Regions from separate parts of the Mus musculus genome. Here region 2 is linked to region 1. Evidence: chromatin contacts called from public HiCAR-type data. All regions are on one chromosome and are shown on one strand. Each heading gives the region's core, a stretch centred on a gene start, on an enhancer-like site or on the middle of the called end of the contact. The rest is flanking DNA. Distances are from core to core; before and after follow the strand shown. Region 1 overlaps Svep1 (sushi, von Willebrand factor type A, EGF and pentraxin domain containing 1). Region 2 holds the start of Svep1 (sushi, von Willebrand factor type A, EGF and pentraxin domain containing 1).

Region 1 (6,009 bases), core at 1,920-4,419:
TTTTTCAAAGATAGAAACATGAAGTAAAATACACATATTTTCATATAAACAAGCCTCACACCCAGCAACTGTCAACACTCATGGAGGCCCATGTCCTGCTGGTTCTGTTTCAGGGGCAGGAAGCCATGTCACTCTGTCCCTTCCACATGGCCATTGTACTGGCTGGATTTGTGTGTCAACCTGACACTGGATGGAGTTATCACAGAGAAAGGAGCTTCAGTTGGGGAAGTGCCTCCCTGAGATCCAGCTGTGGGGCATTTTCTCAATTAGTGATCAAGGGGAGAGGGTCCCTCGTGGGTGGTACCATCTCTGGGCCGGTAGTCTTGGGTTCTATAAGAGAGCAAGCTGAGCAAGCCAGGGGAAGCAGGCCAGTAAGTAACATCCCTCCATGGCTTCTGCATCAGCTCCTGCTTCCTGACCTGCCTGAGTTCCAGTCCTGACTTCTTTGGTGATCAACAGCAATGTGGAAGTGTCAGCTGAATAAACCCTTTCCTCCCCAACTTGCTTCTTGGTCATGATGTTTGTACAGGAATAGAAATCCTGACTAAGGCCGGGCAGTGGTGGCGCACGCCTTTAGTCCCAGAACTTGGGAGGCAGAGGCAGGCAGATTTCTTAAGTTTGAGGCCAGCCTGGTCTACAGAGTGAGTTCCAGGACAGCCAGGGCTTCACAGAGAAACCCTGTCTTGGAAAAAGAAAGAAAGAAAGAAAGAAAGAAAGAAAGAAAGAAAGAAAGAAAGAAAGAAAGAAAGAAAGAAAGAAAGAAAGGAAGGAAGGAAGGAAGGAAGGAACCCTAAGACAGCCATGTAGGACTCAGAACCCTATCTCAAATGAGACTGATGGAAATTTTCAGGATGACACCTAAAGTTGTTCACAGACACACACACACACACACACACACACACACACACACACACACACACACACACACACACACTTTAAAAAACACTATTGCTAAGTGTGGTGGTGCATCCTTTAATCCTAGCATTTGGAAGGCAGAGGTTGGTGGGTCTCTGTGAGTTTGCATCTAGCCTGGCCTGTGTAGTTATTTGCAGGCCACCCAAGGCTATATAATGAGACCCCCATCGGGAAAAAAAAATCAAGTAATAAAAACCTGTTAATACACAGTGAATGGGAGTGTAGGAAGCCATGTGCCTGTAACCTTGATAATGGGGATGTATAATAGTTTAACTTTAATGGTTCATAAGTTAAAAAAAAAAACACACTGGAAGGACAGCTCAGCAGTTAAGAGTACATGTTCCTGCAGAGAACCTGGGTTTGATTCTAAGCACTCACATGTGGTCCACAACCAGTAATACATCTCCTATTACATTCCAGTAATAGGAGATGCAAGGCCCTCTTCTGGTCTCCACAGGCACTGCACACACATGATGCACAGATATACATGCATGCAAGCCATTCATACACATAAAAGAAAAACAGTTAATATTTTGCAGGAGAAAATAATTATAATAAATTAGGGATTGGAAAAAAGTATGATACTTGAAGATTATGTAGAATTACAAAATTGGTTGGCATCAGGCTGAGCATCTAGTGTTAAAAGAAACTAATAAATGATACATTTTCTTCTCTTTTTATGTGGATCTTAGTCATCAGCTCTTCTAGAAAGGAAAAATAAAGTCAAAGATAGCTTTAAAACTCTCCAAAGAGTGCCACCTAAAAGTGTATACTCAGAAAAGCTTAATTATAAAAATAAAAGTGAGCCCCTGTCTTCCGACCATGAAAGTTGTAACACAACTAAGAGAGCAGTTTCCAACAAAAAGGGTATTGTCTTCATATTTCATACTCAGGTTGTACCACCCCGAGTGTGTGTTTAAATTCTTAATACATGACAATTTCTACACCAAGGCTTTTTGAGGGCTTGAGGGTTTTGGTGTTTTGACAGTTTGGGTAGTACATCACCCTCCTGACAAGTCTGAACAGGCGCTTTCTATCACAGGCTGGGTGCCCTGCGGTTAAGGTGCCATTTGCTATTAAGGCACCCCACAGGGTTCAAATTAGGAATTTTGTTTAAATAGTCTGTACTCTGGCCAAATGAGCTGACCAATTCCAGAGAGAGTGGCAGGATGCTTATACATTCCACACAAGCACTGATGTGTAAGAATTCAGGGTTGCCTAATTCACTGACAAAATTGTAGTGGAACAGAGTTGCCTAGTGGAAATAAAGTCCCTATGTGTACAACTACATCTCGTTTTTGTGCAAGTGTTGGCTCAACATTGGAGAAGGCAGTTCTTTTCCACAGCAATGAAGTTTTGTACTCAAAATCCTAGCACAACTACCTACACGAATAAATTCTGTACTCGGATCAAATGTATAAGGTTGGAAAGAAGTGTGATGTCATTATAACATCATGTTTGGTGCTCTACCTAGGTAGGGCAGAAATGAAGACTCCTGGATGGTTCAACTCCACAGGTTGCCATTACACTCTACACGAATGAGCACCCTGGCACCCTGCACAGCACCAGATGCATCCTGTGCAATCTCTCTGAAACCACACTCCTTAAAATTATTCACTGACCCTTAAAGATGAATTGTGCAAGGACTAAGGTTTTCAATTTCCATTATGCTTTTAAAAGTTAATCTTAGAAAATGTATAAGGAAGAGTTTGATAGAATGTTATTTCCTGTATGTTGTGTGTTACATGGACACATAATACACACTGTATAGTGTATGTTGATATTTAATGAGCCAGACAGATTAGAGAGCAGAGAGACCTCACTTTTTACAGATTCCAAAATGGTTGATGGTCACTGTCAACTGAAGAAAGATCTGATGTTTGTAGTGACAAATTCAAGACTCACACTTCCAAGAATAGTAGCTAATAATCACCAGCATGTTTCTGAAAAAGGAAAGTGTTTATTTTAACAATAACAAAGAGAGAAGTTAAGAAATAATATTTGGTTTGCTCATTTTAAACAGAAAAACAAAAACCAACCAAACAACACCCTTCCCCTACACACCTAACAAGCCTTGAGGAACTTGTTCAAACCACATATTTATTTCATCTCCTCAACTTCTGCTCAGCTTGGGATGAGGACGTGGTTCACCCTTGAAAGTCCAGGAAATTGATTACACCTCTTCCCTAGAATTGTGTAATGCCTCCAAATAGTTCTCCTGGAGTCTGTTTCCCATCATCACTGTGAATTTCACAATGTGTTTCCAAATGTGCTTTCAGATATTTTTATCCCAAACAGTATTCTCCAATGTTGTAAGCCCTTGACTATTCAAGGGGGCTTGGCAAATATAATGTAGGGTTAGTTTCTTCTCTAGTTCTATTATTTTTCAAGATAAATCACCAAATCTGCATCTAGAGACTGACTGCCCTCAGGGAACACTTCTTTATGTTGCTTTATCCTATTCTACTTATGGAATTTTCACACATGACCTTTGGAAAGACCTTAGACATCATTAGCTGTATCTTCCTAACGTAATAGATATAGAAAAGAAAAATAATGTTCCAGCCTCATGAGCTTGTGAGTGGAAGTGTGCTGTCTCATTGGAGAAAGACAGAGATGAGTGAATTATTACACAGCTGGAACCAGGGCGTGGGGGTGGTGATGTGTTGTGGGGCTCAGAAAAGAAGGCAGCACAAATGTCAAAAGAGGTTGGGGACACTTTGAAGAATAAATCAGAGTCTTGAAGCATGGTGGAAGTTCTCCTAGAGGAAGAGAAACATATGCAAAGACAGAATCTAAGTGGAGGACAGGAAAGGGAAAGAAACAAGGGGACAGCATTTACCAAGTGCCAAAACATTTATTACAACACACCTATCAGAGGAATACTCCCCCTCTGCATAGTTGGGAAATGATGGGCTGGGGACATTATTTAAAAGTTACCACATGGGAGCTAGAGAGATGGCTCAGTTGTGAAGAGTCCTAGCTGCTCTTCCAGAGGACCCAGGTTTGATCCCCAGAACCTAAATGTCACCTCACTATTTTTCTTATTTTTGTGTTATTGATTTCAATTTCCTTCTTAGCCAATGAACTATGACTTGTTTACTAAAGTCACGCACACTGCCCAGCCTCTCCCTTCATTGCTGAGACTTTTGCCCAGTGCTGTGGCTATTTAGATTCACAATGTCCTTGTACGTAGCTGTCTACCTGGATTCGTGCTTTCCCCTGCATCTGGTCTTGCTCTGGAGGAAACGGAGCATCTGATTCCCATCAGCCTCTTACTTATTTTTCTCTTAAGCGTGTGATGCGTTGCCTTTCTGCTGGGCATGACTTTCATATATTTCACTTGGCTGTTGCTGTTTGTCTTCGGGTGTGGAGCACAGTCTCGGCAGATAGCAAAAGGTGGCTGCTGCTGTGCCAACTTAGCTCTGTTGTCCTGCAATTCTATTGCTCTGGCCAATGATGCCCAATGGCAAAGTTCATTTTGCAGTGGTACTTTGTTCTCATGTGTGGCTGTCTTTATCTTAATTACTTTCCCCTGCAAACTCTCACTTCTGTTTAAAGGAGACCTTGCCTTGCACTTGACTGAAGATCCTGGTCCACAGCACTGGGATGAAGGCATGTCTGATATAATGTGTAATTCAACAGCACCTCCCTGTTCACTAACAAAATGCTCCGAAGTAAGAGTCCCTTCCCTCATGTCCTTAGGAACAGTTCCCTGATGAACTGTTTTTCATGGACCAGTAGCAATATTAGTATTTTTAAATGTCTCTCTCATTTTTAAAGTTTTACATGGATTCAGACCTAGAATTTTCTAGCATGTTCCATGGGAGCTTGCTATATTTTGTAGCATAGTGAGGACTTTTAGAACCATGGTTATTTCCCTGATAAATGCATTAGATTATGAATCTTCTAATATGATTGCTTCGTGCTTCTGGATGCACATACTTGTTAGTTATGGCTTCTCTGCTCAATAGTCAAACCCACCTTATGGCCGTGCTTCATTTAATTGGCTATCTGTGTATCGCCAAGTCTTCTTTATTATTATATAGCTCATCTTTTAGCTTACTTTTTACAGGTGGGAAACCCCATAGGACTGAAGTTACAAATTCAAGGTCAGACAGTGTCAGTGCAGGGGGGTGATTGAAGCAAAATTAATTAGATTCTGCTTTTAATCTTTCCTTGCTCTGAGCCTGGGAGAAGCAGGATCCTTTCTTTTTTCTTTCTTTTTTCTCCAAAAGACATTTCCCATCAGCTAGGATTTTCCCTGTAGCCCTTCATGTTCTCCTTGTCCCCTGTCAAATACTTCCAACAAAAATGACGGAGAAGGGACTTCTGGATGTCTGCACGGACGGAGCACAGGGATTTCAGGGCAGAGGTGGAGTGGCTGCACAGCATAGGGGCATGAAATATTGAAGATTTCTGATTTGCTATGGTTTGCATAGTCTATGGAGGGTCATTGATTACTCTGAGCCCCGTAACAAACAGTGCTGTGTTGAGTTTTCCCATAAGTCAGCCCAGACATGTTATAGTTTATGACAGAAACTAATTGTGGACCAAAGAGACCTTTACACTCAGCACTTAAAAAGTAATGTTGGTCTTTGGTCAGGGTTAGCTGCTTTGGGAGCTGGATCAGACGGTTCACTGATTAAGAGCACTGGCTGCTTTTCCAGGGGACCTGTGTTTGGTTCTCAGGACCCACATGGCAATGAACAACTCTCTAGAACTCCAGTTTCAGGGAATCAGATGCCCTCTGCTGGCCTCTGTGGAAACTGCATGCACATGGTGTACATATGTACATGCGAGCAAAACACAAGTTGCTTATTTGCTTGAATTATATAATGATTATTTCTATGTAGAATGAGTGTTTCCCACATTCACATTCATTCTTTATATTTTTCTAACTTTCTATGAACACATCACATAAATGGACTTCTCTGGCCAATTGTCTGCCCACAGCTTGCCCATCAGGGACATATAAGCCGGAAGCTTCTCCAGGAGGAATCAGCACCTGCATCCCATGTCCTGACGTAAGCCACACCTCCCCACCTGGAAGCACTTCCCCTGAAGACTGCGTGTGCCGAGAGGGATACCAGA
Region 2 (6,009 bases), core at 1,003-3,502, 57 kb before region 1:
GAGACTTTACAGACAGCACCATTTCCCTCCAGCCCTCCTCCACCCCATTTTCTTTTTGAGACAGGATCTTACTATGGTCTGGAACTCTCAACCCTCCTGCCTCAGCCTCTCAACGCTAGGGGTACAGATTCAGGCAGGCTCCACTCTGCCTTCAGTTTTCAAGCCTGACTTCACCACCCAGGCCTTTCCCAGGTTTATTTACAATAAATCCTTTCTTTGTTTAAACAAGGAGAAGCTGGATACTCATTGCTTGTAGCCAGAAGAAGGTCTCAAAGCAACTAATTACCTCCCCGGGGTTTTTGTTGGGGCTAAGGGACATACAAGATAGGGTATACAGCCCTTGCCATAGTCCTAATGCTGTTAGTGATGTGTTTAAAATAACACGGGGTAGATGACATTTGGAAACTCTTCCTAGAAGAGTTCCAAGTCAAATGAGATCTTAGCCCTTCTCAGAAGATCCAGGTCTCTCTTCTCCCTGTTCCTTGTCCCTCTTCCACATAGACAACTGTGGAGCAGTGTTCAAATCTACATTTTCTTCTGGAGTAACCTGACTGGGAGGACGGGAATGGGGTCCCATCTCACTTTTCAGTTTTTAGTATTTTGCATTCAACTAAGTACATTCTTGATGATCAGTGCTGGAAATGGGACTTGGAAAGCATTATGAATAAAGGAAGTGATGTGACTGGCCAGCGTTTATTGAGCACATGCTGTGTTCTGAACACATCCCTAAGAGTTTTACTATTTAATGATTTAATCCTTGATATGTTATTATTCCTCCATTTTCCAAATGAGCAAACTGACACAGCCAATAAATAGCACAGCCAGGGTTTCATTTCAGGGAAATTGATCCAAGAGCCCTGCCACTTGGGCCTGCACGCTCTGACACCTCTCATGTTGAAGGTAGTTGATTAAATAGAGTTGGAGTTAAACCACTCACTGCTGGAGAGCAGCGGAACTCTGGGGTCATTTGATTCCAAGGCAAAATAAAAGTAGACACTGGACCAAAGCCCAGAGGTGATGGGGGTTTACATAACTACGCAGAGTTCCTGATTCCTAGCTGGAATCTTTTAGGCAAGGGCTCTGCCTTTCATGTAATAAGTATGTGCTTCAGCGTGCACAGCTTTGAGGTCTTAATTGGAAAAATCACTCCAAGTAGCAGCTGGTATTCCAAAGGGTATATATGCCAGGACGATCTAATCTGTTGCATCAAATAAAAAGAGGAGGGTGTTAATATCACAGGGTGTCTACTTATAGTTCAAAATTTAGCATAAACTTCTGTCCTCATAGAAGGCTTGCCTGGCCTTGGCTAAAGTCAAGTTTGCCTTTGAAAGCAAGACAAACTTCTGTTTAAGCAAGGTCAGTTGTAATTTTGTGTGTGTGTATACATATATATATGTATATATACATACACACATATATACATATATATATATACATATGTGATACACATAAACATGTGTAATCATACATATTCGTTTCACGTATGAATATCAAGTTGATGGTGACATCACTTTTACCTGCTACAGGTTCCTAGAGGACAGGTCCATGTCAGTTTTCCCCTGCTCGTGTTACCTATAGAGCATCGCAAGCTGCTACGTGGAGGAAAGAATGAACAATACAGGAATGATTAACCGCGGGAAAGGTGAACGATAACTCTGCGTATGTGATGCGCACGGGTGGGCCCCACCCACTTCAACAGCCTGAGATCTGAACAGGTTCTCAGGATTCTGCACCACTCACCAGACAGACCCTTCAGGAAAGTTATGCAAATATCCACTTTGGGAGGCTTAGACACGCATCCCCACCCCACCCCACCCCCCAAGAGTGGAATGAACCCCAAAAGGTGAGCAAGCAGTTTTCAAAGCATGCTTTCAACTCTGCCAGCCCCGCGTGTGTGTTTTCTTCTCCAGTGTTTCCAATTACTGTGGCACTCTCGGTATCCACATCCATCTCCAGCGCATTCCTCCGCAGCTCCTTGCCAGACATATGGGATCAATCAGTGAGCTTGTGAGGGAATGTTGACAGCATGACAGGCGAGGGGTTCTGGTGTCATGGAATCTCCAAGAGTCTTTAGCTGGATCCCAGGCAAGAGAGAGGGGGGAGGAGAGAGATAGAGGAGAGATAGGGAGAGGAGTGGGAAAAGGAAGGAGAGGACAGACAGAGAAGGAGGGAAGCGACTCTGACTTCACTGCCCCCTTCCTTCAAACATTTTATAGGCTTCGGGAGAGAGAAGGAGGAGGAGAGAAACCAAATAGCCGAGAGTCAGAGGAGCACATCCCTCCAGTCCCTCCCGAGTCCCCGAGCTGCCAGAGGAGTCTGGATCGTGTCCCCAGTGTCACATGCAAGGACGCTGAGGTTCGCGGTTGCTACCCCGGGTCCCCTCCGCTTAGTCCGGGAACCTTGGCGCCTCTCTGCGCGCTCGGGGACTGTCGCCTTGCACTCCCCGGGGCCACCGCTCGGTCCCCAGCGGGATGTGGTCGCGCCTGGCCTTTTGTTGCTGGGCTCTGGCACTGGTGTCAGGCTGGACCAACTTCCAGCCCGTGGCCCCTTCGCTCAACTTCAGCTTCCGCCTGTTCCCCGAGGCCTCTCCGGGGGCTCTGGGCAGACTGGCGGTACCTCCCGCGTCCAGTGAGGAGGAGGCAGCAGGGAGCAAAGTGGAGCGCCTGGGCCGCGCGTTCCGGAGCCGCGTGCGGCGACTGCGGGAGCTCAGCGGCAGCCTGGAGCTCGTCTTCCTGGTGGACGAGTCGTCCAGCGTGGGCCAAACCAACTTCCTCAACGAGCTCAAGTTCGTGCGCAAGCTGCTGTCCGACTTCCCCGTGGTGTCCACGGCCACGCGTGTGGCCATCGTCACCTTCTCATCCAAGAACAACGTGGTGGCGCGCGTGGATTACATCTCCACCAGCCGCGCGCACCAACACAAGTGCGCGCTACTCAGCCGCGAGATCCCGGCCATCACCTACCGCGGTGGTGGCACCTATACCAAGGGCGCCTTCCAGCAAGCCGCGGTAAGACCCCCACACACCCAGGCCAGCGGCCTGGGGCCCCTCCTGCCCACCGCTGCCAACCCCTTCTCTAGCCTGGTTCAGCTCCTGCAAGGCTTAAGGTGTCCAAGGGGAGCCAGCGTCCCAAGAAGCACAAATATGACCATTCTCCTGCTGCCCTAGTGAAGGTCCAGACTGAAATGGGTTTTTAAATGCTTAAGGAGGTGTCACATTTCTTAAAGGGTTCCTTGAGGGACCCTAGTAGGAAGGGACCTTTAAGCTCACTTAAGTTTGTGAGGAAACTGTTTATACAAGCTGAAACAGGTATGGTTAACAAATATTTGTGAAGATGGGACATGTAATGAGCTGAGGACAGTCCTAATTCTTTTTCATGACATAGACTTCGTAACTTTGCTTCCAGACTTTAATTGTTTACTAGTTTGTGATAGGCTCTCTCGTGTTTCCAAGACTGGTCTCCGACTTACAACACAGCAGAGCGTGTCCCTGAGTTATGATCCTCCTGCCTCCACCTCCCAAGCGCGGGGATGACAGCCATTGGCCACCATGACTTTATGTTCCAGGTCTTCCTAAACAAATGCTTAGCATATGACAGAAGTAATGTAATTTATATTACTTTTATAAAAATGAGTCTTTTTCCTAACTACAAAGTAATACAAAGTAGGTCATAATTTGGAATACTGAGAAATATTTAAGGCAACCCATCAAGTCAATGTTTGTAGAATAAATGAAACAAAAGAGAATGGGGAATCCGAATAATCTCTTTATCCTTAAAATTCCAGCGGATATACAGTTGAATGTTGTCCAGTATGTTACTCATATGTTATTTCAACAAACTTGCTAACCTACGGTTTTGCAGCCTGCATTCTTCAGCTGTTGAATATGATCAAATGTACATTAATTCATGGTATCCTGTGGCATGACAGTATTGGCTCCCCTTGGAACTGCAGTTACAGGCAGTTGTGAGCTGTCATGCGGAAGTCGGGGTGGGGGTGGGCTGGCAGTGGACTTCAGGCAAGCCATACCTGAGAAAGTCAGTGCTCTTAACCACTGAGCCCTATCTCCAGCCTCATGACAACTGAGTGCTGAGAACTGCTGTGTGGGGAGCACACATTCGTGCCTTTTAAATAAGGAGTTTAGGAAGCCCTCTTTGACTGCTTCTTTAGGAGGGCTTTCTAAATTCCTTATTTAGTAAAATACATGAACATTTGAAAGGTCTTGGTCCACATTGCCACCTCCTCCATTGGAGAGTTGTATAAATTTACATTCTCCTGTTATGTGCATCTGAATACATGATATTTTTTATTGGATATTTTCTTTATTTACATTTCGAATGTTTTCCCCTTTCCAGGTCTCCCCTTCAGACCCCTCTCCCATCCCCCCTCCTACTACCTCTATGAGGGTACTCCCCCACCCATCTACCCACTCTTGTATTCCCACCCTGGCATTCCCTACACTAGGGCTTTGAACATGCTGATGTCCAACAAGGCCATCCTCTGCCACATATGTGGCTGGAGCCATGGGTCGCTCCATGTGTACTCTTTGGTTGGTGGTCTAGTCCCCAGGAGCTCTGGGGGGTCTGGCCGGTTAACACTGTTGCTCCCCCCATAGGGTTGAAAACCCCCTCAGCTCCTTTTAAAACACATTATTGCTAATTTGGTAACAAACTAGAGGAATTGTTCTAGCAAGCTCAATTTTTATAATCTTACATGTAAAATTAGCTATTGTGTTAACTGGGTATTTGTCTCTTTTTCTTTCTAGCCTGGTCATAGTTTTTGCCCTTTTTGCCATTACAGGCATATTTGTTTATTCCTAGTGATTTGCATACACTTTTTCGTGTAGTAAAGCCAGTGACTTTTTTTGCACATGCAGCAAGTATATATTTCCAGCATGTTGTATTTTCCATGCTTATTTATTACTGTGTCATTGAAAGAATAGTTTAAACCTTCATTTGCTCAAATCCATCAAATTTTGCTCTTAAGATCCAGATCTGGATGGCTGTGGAGAGACGGCCCAGCAGTTAAAAGGACTTGCTGCTCTTGTAGAGGATCTAGGTTCATGTTTCAGCACCCACTTGGTGGCTCACAGCCACCCTTAACTCCAGTTTCAAGGGATCCAACACCCTCTTCTGACCTCCCTGGGCATCAGGCATGCACATGGTGCATATATGGAAATGCAGACAAAGCACTCACACGCATGAAATAATCTTTAAGAAAAAAAATACTTAAGTTCTTATATTTCCTTATTTTGTTAGACAACTGTCCACTGCCCAAATGTTTTCCACTTAACAATTGCTTAATCTGGGACTTGCTTAGGGCTCCCATACACAGATGTCTCAGTTTTTAAGGCTGTTAATTGTCCCAGCTCACTAATTTGCTCACTAGACACTAGTTCTTTCTCGATTTAGTTGACTGTTTCTTTAACCATGTAACTATGAATGGGTACTTGGCCCTTTCCTCATTCTATTTCATCCTATCTCAAGTTTAAAGTTCATAAAAATGACTTAGCTATTGTAACTTTACAACATATTTAAGTGTGAGATAGTGAAAAAAGAATCTTCTTTTTCATTTGTCTTGTCTTTCATAGGCGTTTTGTAATGTGACTTTTTAATTTATTTTCATTATAGTAGCAATGAAACTAATAAGGATTTCGATTTCAATATAGAAAACATTGAAGTAATTGGGAGCTATTACATTTTTATAATAGTGCTCTGCTTGCTCATTCAGACTTTTTGTATCAATAGATAGTTATTACTTTTCAAAAGTTCTGTAAATACTTTAAGAAATTTAGACCTAATTATTTGCCACATTTTTATCTATAATTCTATCTTTTGTCGTACTGAGGATCAAACCTAGGCTCTCATAAAAGCTGAGTAAGTTCCCTATCGCAGAGCTGTAGCCCCAGGTCTCTCTCTCTCTCTCTCTCTCAACTTTTTATTATTCCTTTGAACTTTTTACTATTATGAGGCAAGGTCTCATTAGGTTACCCAGGCTAATCCTATACTATGGTC

What was found. HiCAR-type assays count read pairs that join an accessible place to other places.
Region 2: a HiCAR-type map of fibro-adipogenic progenitors shows a contact between it and region 1, with 2.6 times the contacts expected there. The contact joins the promoter of Svep1 here to the enhancer-like site in region 1. A contact is called at or near these places in 2 of 39 promoter capture datasets (embryonic stem cells and stem cell-derived epiblast-like cells), 16 of 484 Hi-C or Micro-C datasets (the HL-1 cell line, brain, brown adipocytes and 8 more), 2 of 115 datasets of contacts at active chromatin or transcription factors (embryonic stem cells and fibro-adipogenic progenitors) and 3 of 9 other capture datasets (adipose tissue, embryonic stem cells and liver).

Annotation. Positions count from the first base shown.
Region 1 is chr4:58,146,536-58,152,544 of GRCm38.p6, reverse strand. It overlaps Svep1 (sushi, von Willebrand factor type A, EGF and pentraxin domain containing 1), which reads left to right. Exons shown (of 48, transcript NM_022814.2): 4 at 5,872-6,009. Among named protein-coding and RNA genes, the nearest start is that of Svep1, 57 kb to the left of the region's middle. Within about 2 kb of position 3,169, at least 14 of the 459 cell types and tissues checked have an H3K27ac peak or open chromatin away from gene starts, as enhancers often do. A contact at or near this core is called in adipose tissue, brown adipocytes, cerebellar granule neurons and 1 more, where this site is marked.
Region 2 is chr4:58,202,839-58,208,847 of GRCm38.p6, reverse strand. Svep1 (sushi, von Willebrand factor type A, EGF and pentraxin domain containing 1) reads left to right here and starts at 2,252. Exons shown (of 48, transcript NM_022814.2): 1 at 2,252-3,005. The coding sequence starts at 2,472.